Linked DNA regions of Gossypium hirsutum: region 1 is linked to region 2. A link is a contact called in public Hi-C data. All regions are on one chromosome and are shown on one strand. The core of a region is the stretch at or near the end of the contact, and the rest is flanking DNA. Distances in the headings are between cores, read along the strand shown. Region 1 has its middle 16 kb from the start of LOC121224527. Region 2 has its middle 16 kb from the start of LOC107942417.

What was found. A called contact is a pair of places that touch in the nucleus more often than the background predicts.
Region 1: a contact with region 2 is called in a Hi-C map of leaf, with 4 times the contacts expected there. The contact joins two enhancer-like sites. A contact is called at or near these places in 5 of 34 Hi-C or Micro-C datasets (fibers, leaf and petal).

What each region holds. Positions count from the first base shown.
Region 1 is chrD12:29,360,185-29,364,756 of Gossypium_hirsutum_v2.1, forward strand. No RefSeq gene overlaps it. Among protein-coding and RNA genes, the nearest start is that of LOC121224527, 16 kb to the right of the region's middle. Within about 2 kb of position 1,842, at least 8 of the 9 cell types and tissues checked have an H3K27ac peak or open chromatin away from gene starts, as enhancers often do. A contact at or near this core is called in fibers and leaf, where this site is marked.
Region 2 is chrD12:29,289,803-29,294,466 of Gossypium_hirsutum_v2.1, forward strand. No RefSeq gene overlaps it. Among protein-coding and RNA genes, the nearest start is that of LOC107942417, 16 kb to the left of the region's middle. Within about 2 kb of position 2,274, at least 2 of the 9 cell types and tissues checked have an H3K27ac peak or open chromatin away from gene starts, as enhancers often do. A contact at or near this core is called in fibers and leaf, where this site is marked.

The sequences.
Region 1 (4,572 bases), core at 592-3,091, 70 kb after region 2:
AAGTAGACTGAAGGTGCAGGCAATAGAAGACGGGTGAATGTTAGTGATTCAGTAATCAAGTCAAACTTAGTTAGAGTTAGTTTGAATTAGTTTAGTTAATTTGATTTCAATTTATTTGTTAGTTAGTTTGGCTTTAGTTTATTTGTTACAAATTATGTTGTAATTTATTAATATTCCTTAATGTAAATATGTTGATATAATGAAGGATTGTAAGCAAGTTCTCAGTTCAATAATATTTCTGCACATATTTCTTGACATATTTTCTCTCTTGTTTTCTTCATTTGTTAAGTTCATATCTAGTTTTCTGTTTAACCATTATTTCTTAATTTTACTCATCAATCCTTCCAAAATCTTCACAATATTGTACATTCATAAATAACATAGACATTTTACTTCATAGCAACACAATAATAGTAATAAATATCCCAATTCTCAACAACCAAACACCTTAATATATAGTAATATCTATCTTTTTAAAATTTGTTTAGTTAACATAACACAACCTATAATTAAAGTTTAAAGAAAAAATTTTAAAAGTATTTTTTTCACAAGTTTCAAAAACAGCACTAAATTAGCCCTCAGATTCAATAGGTTAAAGTTAGCAATACTTTCCGGATTAGTGTGGACCTCACACTAAGCTTCTTTCATTTTATTTTAGTAACCTGTCAAAGTTCAATCAATTCCTATGGTCCAGTATCACTATCGCTGCTACAGTCATGGATGTCAATCAATCATCTGATAATGAATATTAAATAACGTCGGCAACTTCCATGGCTCATGAGTTTCCTTATTATCTCACATACCAACTTTTTTCCTACCTTCAGCTAAACCAAAGCCTAGAACTTTGGACTGAACCATGGCCAAATATGGTGGGCAAAATTGATGGTTCTTACACACACTGAAAGAAGACATTAAAACATGAATATTCCTTTCACAACCAGCTGCTGCAAATGGCCAAGGAAGGGAGGATTTTTAGAGTTGAAACGGTGCATTCAAATGGATTATATTTAAAGATTACAAACTCGGAAGAATTTAGGTGATGAAGATCAGACCATGTTTTTAGAATGTTTAGAGCACCAGTTTAAGCTGCAACTTGTTTTATTCTAAAACATCAATGGTTAAACCAGATATGGTCACCTATTAGTGTTCTTCGCCACCCAGACTGAGATGGTTACCTATAATGGGCTGCCGATTTTCAACTTTCAAGAGATCATTGTCGACTTTCAATAGCAATTGTCGATTTTTCCGGATTTAAAATTAAATTATATATTTTTACAAGAGTAAAAGTATAATTTTATCGTTTTAATAATTTATATTTTTATAATTTTTAAAAGATTAAATAAATTTTTATTATTTTTTAAGAGTAAAAATATAATAATATTATTACTAATTTAAAAATTTATAAATTATAAAAATATAAATGAAAAAATAATTTTTATTTTAGGGGCTGAGCACTGCTAGCCCCACTTGGCTTCGCCACTTGCTTTGCTCTTTTTTTTTTCAGAAACTCCATATATTATGTTGTCTTTAGCGTTTTTCACATTAGCAATTGTCCCAATTTGAGTGCTAACATGAGATTTTAGACCAGAGAGAAGGTGTCTAATTTCTCTTTTCTGGTTGTTTATTTTCCTTAGCAGGATCATCTTAGAAACCCGTTGATTACGGTGCATTTGATAGATGGCAACGTGGCATAGGCCAATTATTTCAATGGACGAAGAAGAGTTCTGGAGATGAGCCGGGTGCTTCTGCCAGTGGAATTATGAGAACCTTGGTCCCCTACTGGGACCGTACCTCACATTTGACAGATAAAAAGAAGAACGTGTTTTTTAGGACCGACCATTTTCCTGGTAGAACCCAAGCTGTCTGGTACTTGAAAGGACTTTGGCTTGCTCTCTTCTCGTATACAAGCTAAACCCAAATGTTTGTATGCATATGTTCAATTAAGTCGACTCGGTTGGATATGAAAGTTATAGACATATGAGGGGTGATAGTTCTAGGTTTTCCTCATCTTTGCATCTATTCATCTTATTTCCTTTTACAGCCTTCTTTCCTATACACACTTTGAAAGTTGCAAACTCAGTACAAGTATTCCCCTCTTTAAGAACAATCAGAATCCCAGAGGTTCTAGATTGGGAGGACTCTGAGCTAGGATTAGCTTTTGAAATTGAAACTTCATTTGCATCCCAGAATGATGGCAGTAATTAAACAACCCAATCAGTCAATTGATGGCTCCTTGAATTCGTTGGACGACCCTATCTCTACGTGAACCAGAAATTTTGGACATCATGTTGAACATATAACATAGTTAAGAAAATGGTAACATCAGACACCATTCAGATACGATATGTTGAGGCCAATCAGAGTTAGACACCACTCACATTCACTTGATTCGATATTACGTTCCATCAGGTACAGGATCATTCCCTACGAATGGCTAAACTCTGTCATCATCTGTAAACTAGCTTTAGCCATAGGTGTAGCATTTTATCACTTCATAGATTACCCTTCAATCACTGTTATTTTGCACTAGAACAACATCCAGTCAAAAACCCTAGAGTTGAATCAAGCGTAAGCGGTCCATCCATCAGAGAAAAATTCTCAAGTCTCAACCTATCTATGTCTATCAAAACCGAATATCGTTGGGGTTTACTGCTTGTTTTGAATTCAGCTAAACCGAGATTGGTGTGCTGGAATATTTATTATTAAAATAAATATTTAGCGCTGTTTAATTTTATAATAAATTAAAGGGTTAATATATAATTTGATTCTTGAACTTGTTCATTTTATGTAGTTGGTCCCTAAATATTTTTTATCTAATTGGTCCTTAAACTTGTATTTCATCAACTATATTAATATTTTTGTACTAACATTATTAGTTGTGCTAACGTGATACAACTAGCTAATCTGGTGATCTCACGTGGTAGCCTCTTAGTGCACCATATGGAAAACATAAACTAAAAATATATATAAATATATAAATTATGTTTCCCATATGTCGTCCTCTAAATTGGTTAGAAATATCATGGCATCATCACAAACTAACGGTGTTAGTGTGGAGGAACCAACTTGATTGACGGAATACAAGTTCAACGACTAATTAGATCCAAAAAGTTAGGAACCAACTAGATACAAATAGATAAGTTCAGGGGCTAAATTATATATTATTCCTAAATTAACTAGTTTTATGTATTTTAAACAGAAATTTGTGTTTAGAATTGAAATAGAAGATGTCGAATTCTCTCTGTGGTGACAATGGGGATGGTTCCTGTTCTGTTGGTGATCGGAATACTAAAAAGGTGCGGTTTAAAGAGACAGATTCAAGGTCGGATCCAGAGATGGTTGTTGATTCGAATCCTTTATCGTCGTTATCCTAGAAAGAGAAGCTTTTCGGTAAAAGATTGCATGATCAAAAAGGGGGAGTAAAGTGGTTAGTCTTGAAACGGATGATGATTTTGCTTTTTCTTGATGGAGATATCAAAAGGTCATCTGTTAACGGAGTTCCATCGATTGAGTTTTTGGATCGGGTTAATCAACTTTTAATCAAAGAAATGTCTACCTGAGTGGTGCTTAAGTTGTTGGGGCAAAACATTAGATTTGCAGCACTCCAAAATCAGATTAATGGATTTCGGAAGCCTTCCATGTCATCCCAATTGATGGATATTGAGAACGGATATTTCCTGATGAAATTCAAGAATTCAGAGGATTATGAGACGGTTTTAACCCAAGGACCATGGATCATTTACGGTCAATATCTGACTGTACAACCCTAGACAACAGAGTTTAATCTCGCACAACCTTACCCGAATGTGGTAATGACCTTGATCAAATCCCCGGGTCTTCCAGGACATTTGTACAAAAAGAGAATACTGTGGGAAATTAGTGGAATGGTTGGCAAGATTGCAAAATTGGATTTCAATACGGATAGCAAAGCGAGAGGAAAATATGCTCGTATGGCTGTTTACGTTAATCTGGGAAAACCTTTGCTTTCACAGGTCCTAATTAATGGAAATATTCAACGCATCGAATATGAATCGTTACCGGTGGTTTGTTTCTCTTGTGGGCGGTACGGTCATTTTAAGGAAACTTGTACATAGGCGAAAGAGGTTGTGACTACTCCGGTCGGAAAAGATTTAACGGCAGATATGGCTATGGCGGATGCTGGTACTGTGGTGGATGAAGGGCCATTTGGACCTTGGATGATAATGGAGTGAAAAATCAGGAGACAACCAAGAGAATCTCGTAAACTTAGAAAGAATACCCCTGGAGGGGGTTTCTCGGGATCCCGATTTAAGGCATTGACCCAGATTGAAGAGGAAGATGATGATACTGCTTTGGAAAAGGAAAGGTCGACGATATCCAAAAATAAGGGAAAGAAAATTTTGGAAAACTTAGCTCAAGAAGATTCGGTTATAAAGAAATGTCTTCCTCAGTGGAGGCTTTCATCAGGTAAGTCGTGGAACCTTTAGCAAGCCAGGCCAATACAGGCCTAATGGATCAAATAAAGTTTCAAGAGTTGAGGGAGATATTTCAAAGGCAATTTGGATTGGAAAACCAGCGACGGACCCATCTAAA
Region 2 (4,664 bases), core at 1,024-3,523:
CATATGTCCTCATTCATTTTAGATTTAACTTTTAAATGGTTTTTATTAATTTTTTATTTTTGAACATTTTAAATTTTACTTAATACATTTATAAATTTTAATAATGTTTTTAAAAAATATTAAATATTCCAGTCAAACATAAAAAAATATTTCTTTTAATTTCTTTTTATTATTCTTTTTAAAAAATGATTTTTTTTTTAGTTTTGTTGATGTGGTGGCTGACTTGGTACTGCAACGCCAACAACTATCGATGACATGAAGCGCCACATCAATGTTATAACCGGCCACGTCAGCACTGTAATGGTCATAAGCAGAAAATGATTGCCACGGGGCTTAATTGGTGTAATTTGTGACTTTGAGAGCTTGATTGAGTGTGTTTTTCACGGAGGGGCTTAATTAATCTTTTCGCCAAATTATAGGGCTTATATGCCTCTTTAGCCTAAAATGAAAATTTATATTTCTATTATCATTTATATATATTTATTAATTTTCTCATTATTTTAATGATTTCTCTAAATTATTATTGATGTTTATGATTTTTTTAAATTTTTAATTTTAAATTAGTTGAATCAAGAATGATGGTCTAGTCGATTCAACCATAGTCTTATTCTTAAAACATTAGAAAAGGTGGTAATGAATTACAAATACTTAAATTCAAATCCTAACTTAAAAATAATTATATTGAATATATTAATTAAGGGGATCAATAATAAAAGTAATTAGATTGCAAGGATAAACCTATGATCACGGATAAAATGATAACAAAATTGAAAAAAAAAATAGCATATTTTAATTATATAATCTCATTATGTAAAATTGATTACGGGTAAACCTATGATTACGGGTAAAATGTTTACAGGTAAAATTGATTAAAAAATAGCATTATGTAAGAATTTTTTTTTAATAATCTCATTATTCGTTTTAATTATATCTGCACTTTTTGACATTATGCTTAGAATTACCCATAGCCCCTTCTTAACCCAAAAATAGGAGAATAATGCGTTTCAGCACACTCTAACCCACGTTCTCTTGCATTAGCAATAATACCTGTGCCAATCAATCTAAGATTCAATCGACTACAATAACATTATCTTACATAAGGAAGAGGTGATAATAAAATTACACCTATATTTCATAATTTTGGTACTATTAAAAAATATAATATTATTGATTCAAAATATTCTTTAAGATTTAAAAAAGGTAATTCATTCTAGAATCTTACATTACTTCAAAAATATGAAATTTCTTAAACCAAACACCTTAAAAAAAAACTACAAAAAGAAACTTAACAACTTTTTATTTGAAATTAGTTAATTTTTTGAATGAGATTCAATAATAGATTAGGTTACTTAACCATAATTTAATAGTGTTTGGATCATACCTAACAAAATAGGATAAGTTCCAGTTCTATAAGTTTATACAAATGAAATATTATAATTGTTTCAGATAACCGGCCAAAACCAAATTCATCTTTCCATTTCAGTAATACCAATAAAATGATATAAGAAGAAATGCTGGCATTGTAATCTTTGAAATGTTACAATCTTTTATACAATCATTGGCTAATCTGCAGAAAAGAAAATGTCAAAAGCAGCTGGTTTCAAATTCCCCTTGATTTGGCCTGATACCCAAGGAAAGGGAAGGATCAGCGCTTATCCCTTTGGAATTTGCAGACAAAGTTCGGCTTGGATTGCCTTCATGAAAGAGAAATGTTCACATTACAAAGAAAATCACAACATATTCAATAAACAAACATTAAATCTAATTAATAATTTATTATTACTTAAAAAGTTATTTAAGAGTGTTATTTATTCTTTCGTCAGGTTATTTATTCTATCTAAACTAAGTTTGAGTAAAGAAATCTGATGGTTAAAATTCAATTCGATTAAAGTTTAAATCGATATTATTTGAATCGAATGAATAAATTAATTAGACTAAAAATCAGTTAAAATATGGATCTGAAAAATAACAAATGGTCGATCTAAACACCATCCAATAATTTTAAGATGAAGAAGTAGATGGAGGGAGACTTGGTGGGTCCATCCGCCAAATAAAGCAGAAGAAAGCGACCCTTTTCCCGACTATAAGAAGCAGCAAGTCACCCATGGGAAGAATGCAGGCAATATCTCAAAGATTCGGATTTGTGGGGCCATTTAAGAAGGCGACTTGGATTACCTGTGTTTCTATTCGAAAGGAAAATGATGGACAGCTGTTGGGTTATTTCTAAGCAAAAATGGTGATCATCATCAGCCCCTGCCCGCTGTCAGCTAATTGTATCGCCATCGTTTTTCTACAAAATTCAATTTGTATTTCGGCTAATGGATGGTTACGTCAATTGTACGATGTTGAATCAAATTAAAAGCTCCACCTTCTCCACATTCCTTAATGAACGGTTCATTTTTGTTCACACCATTTTATTACCAAATTTTCTTTTTCTCGTCTGGATAAATATTTAAACTTGAATATCGGCATGATTTGGACACCGTTGAATTGGGATAAAAATATACCTTTTCACTCAAAAATTTAGGTCTTGTTTATTATTCTTATGGATGTGAAAAAGAAAAATAGTTTCTCATCCTAATGCTGAACAGTCAAATTTTACTTTGTCCAAAAAAAAAAAACACCAACCCAATTCAGCTTTTGGCTTTTATAAATATTCATTTAAGTTTAAAATTATAAATTTGTACTCTCATAATTTAACATATTAATTGCTTAAAAATATATAAATTTTATATTAATTACTTAAAAATATTTAAAATTTATTTCATATATGATGATAATATTAACTACCATTTTTAATTATTTTTACTATAATCTAAATTAAATATTTGTTAATACCAAAATAATCAACCTTTTAGAGAGGAGCATTCTTTAAGAAAAAAGAGGTAAAAGTACTATGGATGCCCTTAAACAAAGATTCAGATTGCATTTTGTCATTTTTACTAAATAAATAAATAAATTACCCCTTTGTATGCTAGAAAAATGGCAATTTGACCTTTTGTCAAAACTTTCATCCAATTTATATTGTTAAATGATTATTTGGATTTTATTTCAAAATTAATCCATCTATATTTATATTAAAGAGAAAATTGGTCTTCTGTCAAAATTTTCATTCATTTTTACTTTTAAGTGAAAACAAAACTGATGGAGTAACTAAGCAATGATACATGGTGTACCACATATACCTTATGTTGACGTGAAAAATGCTGAGATAACAAATACTTAAAAAAATTTAAAATCTTAAAAATAAATAAAAGTTTATAATAATTATTTAAAAAATCATATAGAGGATGAATTAGGACAAAGATTCATCTTGAACGTGACTTTTTAAATAATTTAAAAGTTATAAAAAATTATTTAGAAAATATAAAATATTATAAAATAATTAAAAGTAATTAAAACAACATCTAAAATGAGCATGGATAAATGATTGTTTAGATTCAAATAAATCTAGACAATTATTTATTTAAGTTTATTTTAGAGTGATTGCTTAAATAAATATTAAATGATTATAAAAATTCGTATAAAACTATAGAAAATTACTTAGAGATGATTAAGAGTTATAAGAAATTATAAATAATTATTAAAATTGAAAAATTAATATAAAAAAGTTATTATGTAAGGTCACTATTGTACGTGTAATATAAGAAATTAATTATAGCAACTTGATTAAAAAGATACATATAATTTAATAGAAAGACTAATTTTAATGGTGAATTTAACAGAAAGATTAATTTTAATTTTTTTCTTTCAAATGTACAGGAATTAATTTATCATTTTTGAGTAGAGGGAGCAAAATATAATATAACTCCTAATACAAATACTTCCATAATACTTTTATTAAAAACCACAACAATAAAATATCATATATATTATCTTTCAAACTCATTACTTGAATAATCAAATAATATATTTGAAAAAAATTAAAATTAAAATTCTAAACTTTCCATCTTAAATTTAAAATCCTAAACTCTAAAATTTTAACTTTAAACTCTAAAAAATAAAAATAACTTAAAACTAATATTGAGTAACTTCATTTCAAATTTTGGTGAAAAAATTGAGTAACAACCAGTTAACCAATTGTGACGAAATTTTTAATGGTTGAATGTGTTTGTGATTCTTTTGAGAAACAAGCTGATGGTATACTAAAAATTCCATCAGTTTGTGATTTTTTGATGTTTGAAGTTTAAATCTTAGTGCTTGCATTTTTTTTTATTTTAAAATTAATTTTATTAATTTTTATATTAATATATGAAGATATAGAAATATCTTATAATAGTATATATTAATTGTTTAAAATATGGGTTTTTAATAAATTTCATAACTGAGTAAATATCGAGTTAAATCATGACACCAATTCAGTTACAAATTTAAATAAGAATATAGATGCTTTTAATTTTAGTATTAAGAAAGAACAAGGAGGAGGAGGAGGAGGATATTTTGCATTTGAGTCAATTATACCACCTATTTTAAAATCTCTATTAATTCGTAAGAGTCGTAGTTTGTATGTAATTTTAATATTTAAAATATAGGTTTCATATTAAATTTTAGAATTAACTTATATTAATTTTTTAAAAAGTCTTTAAAATTTATATTTTGGGTTGTGTTTTCTTCTATTTTCCTACCCTATCATACTTTTCCCTTCTCCTTTGAAATTCCTTAAA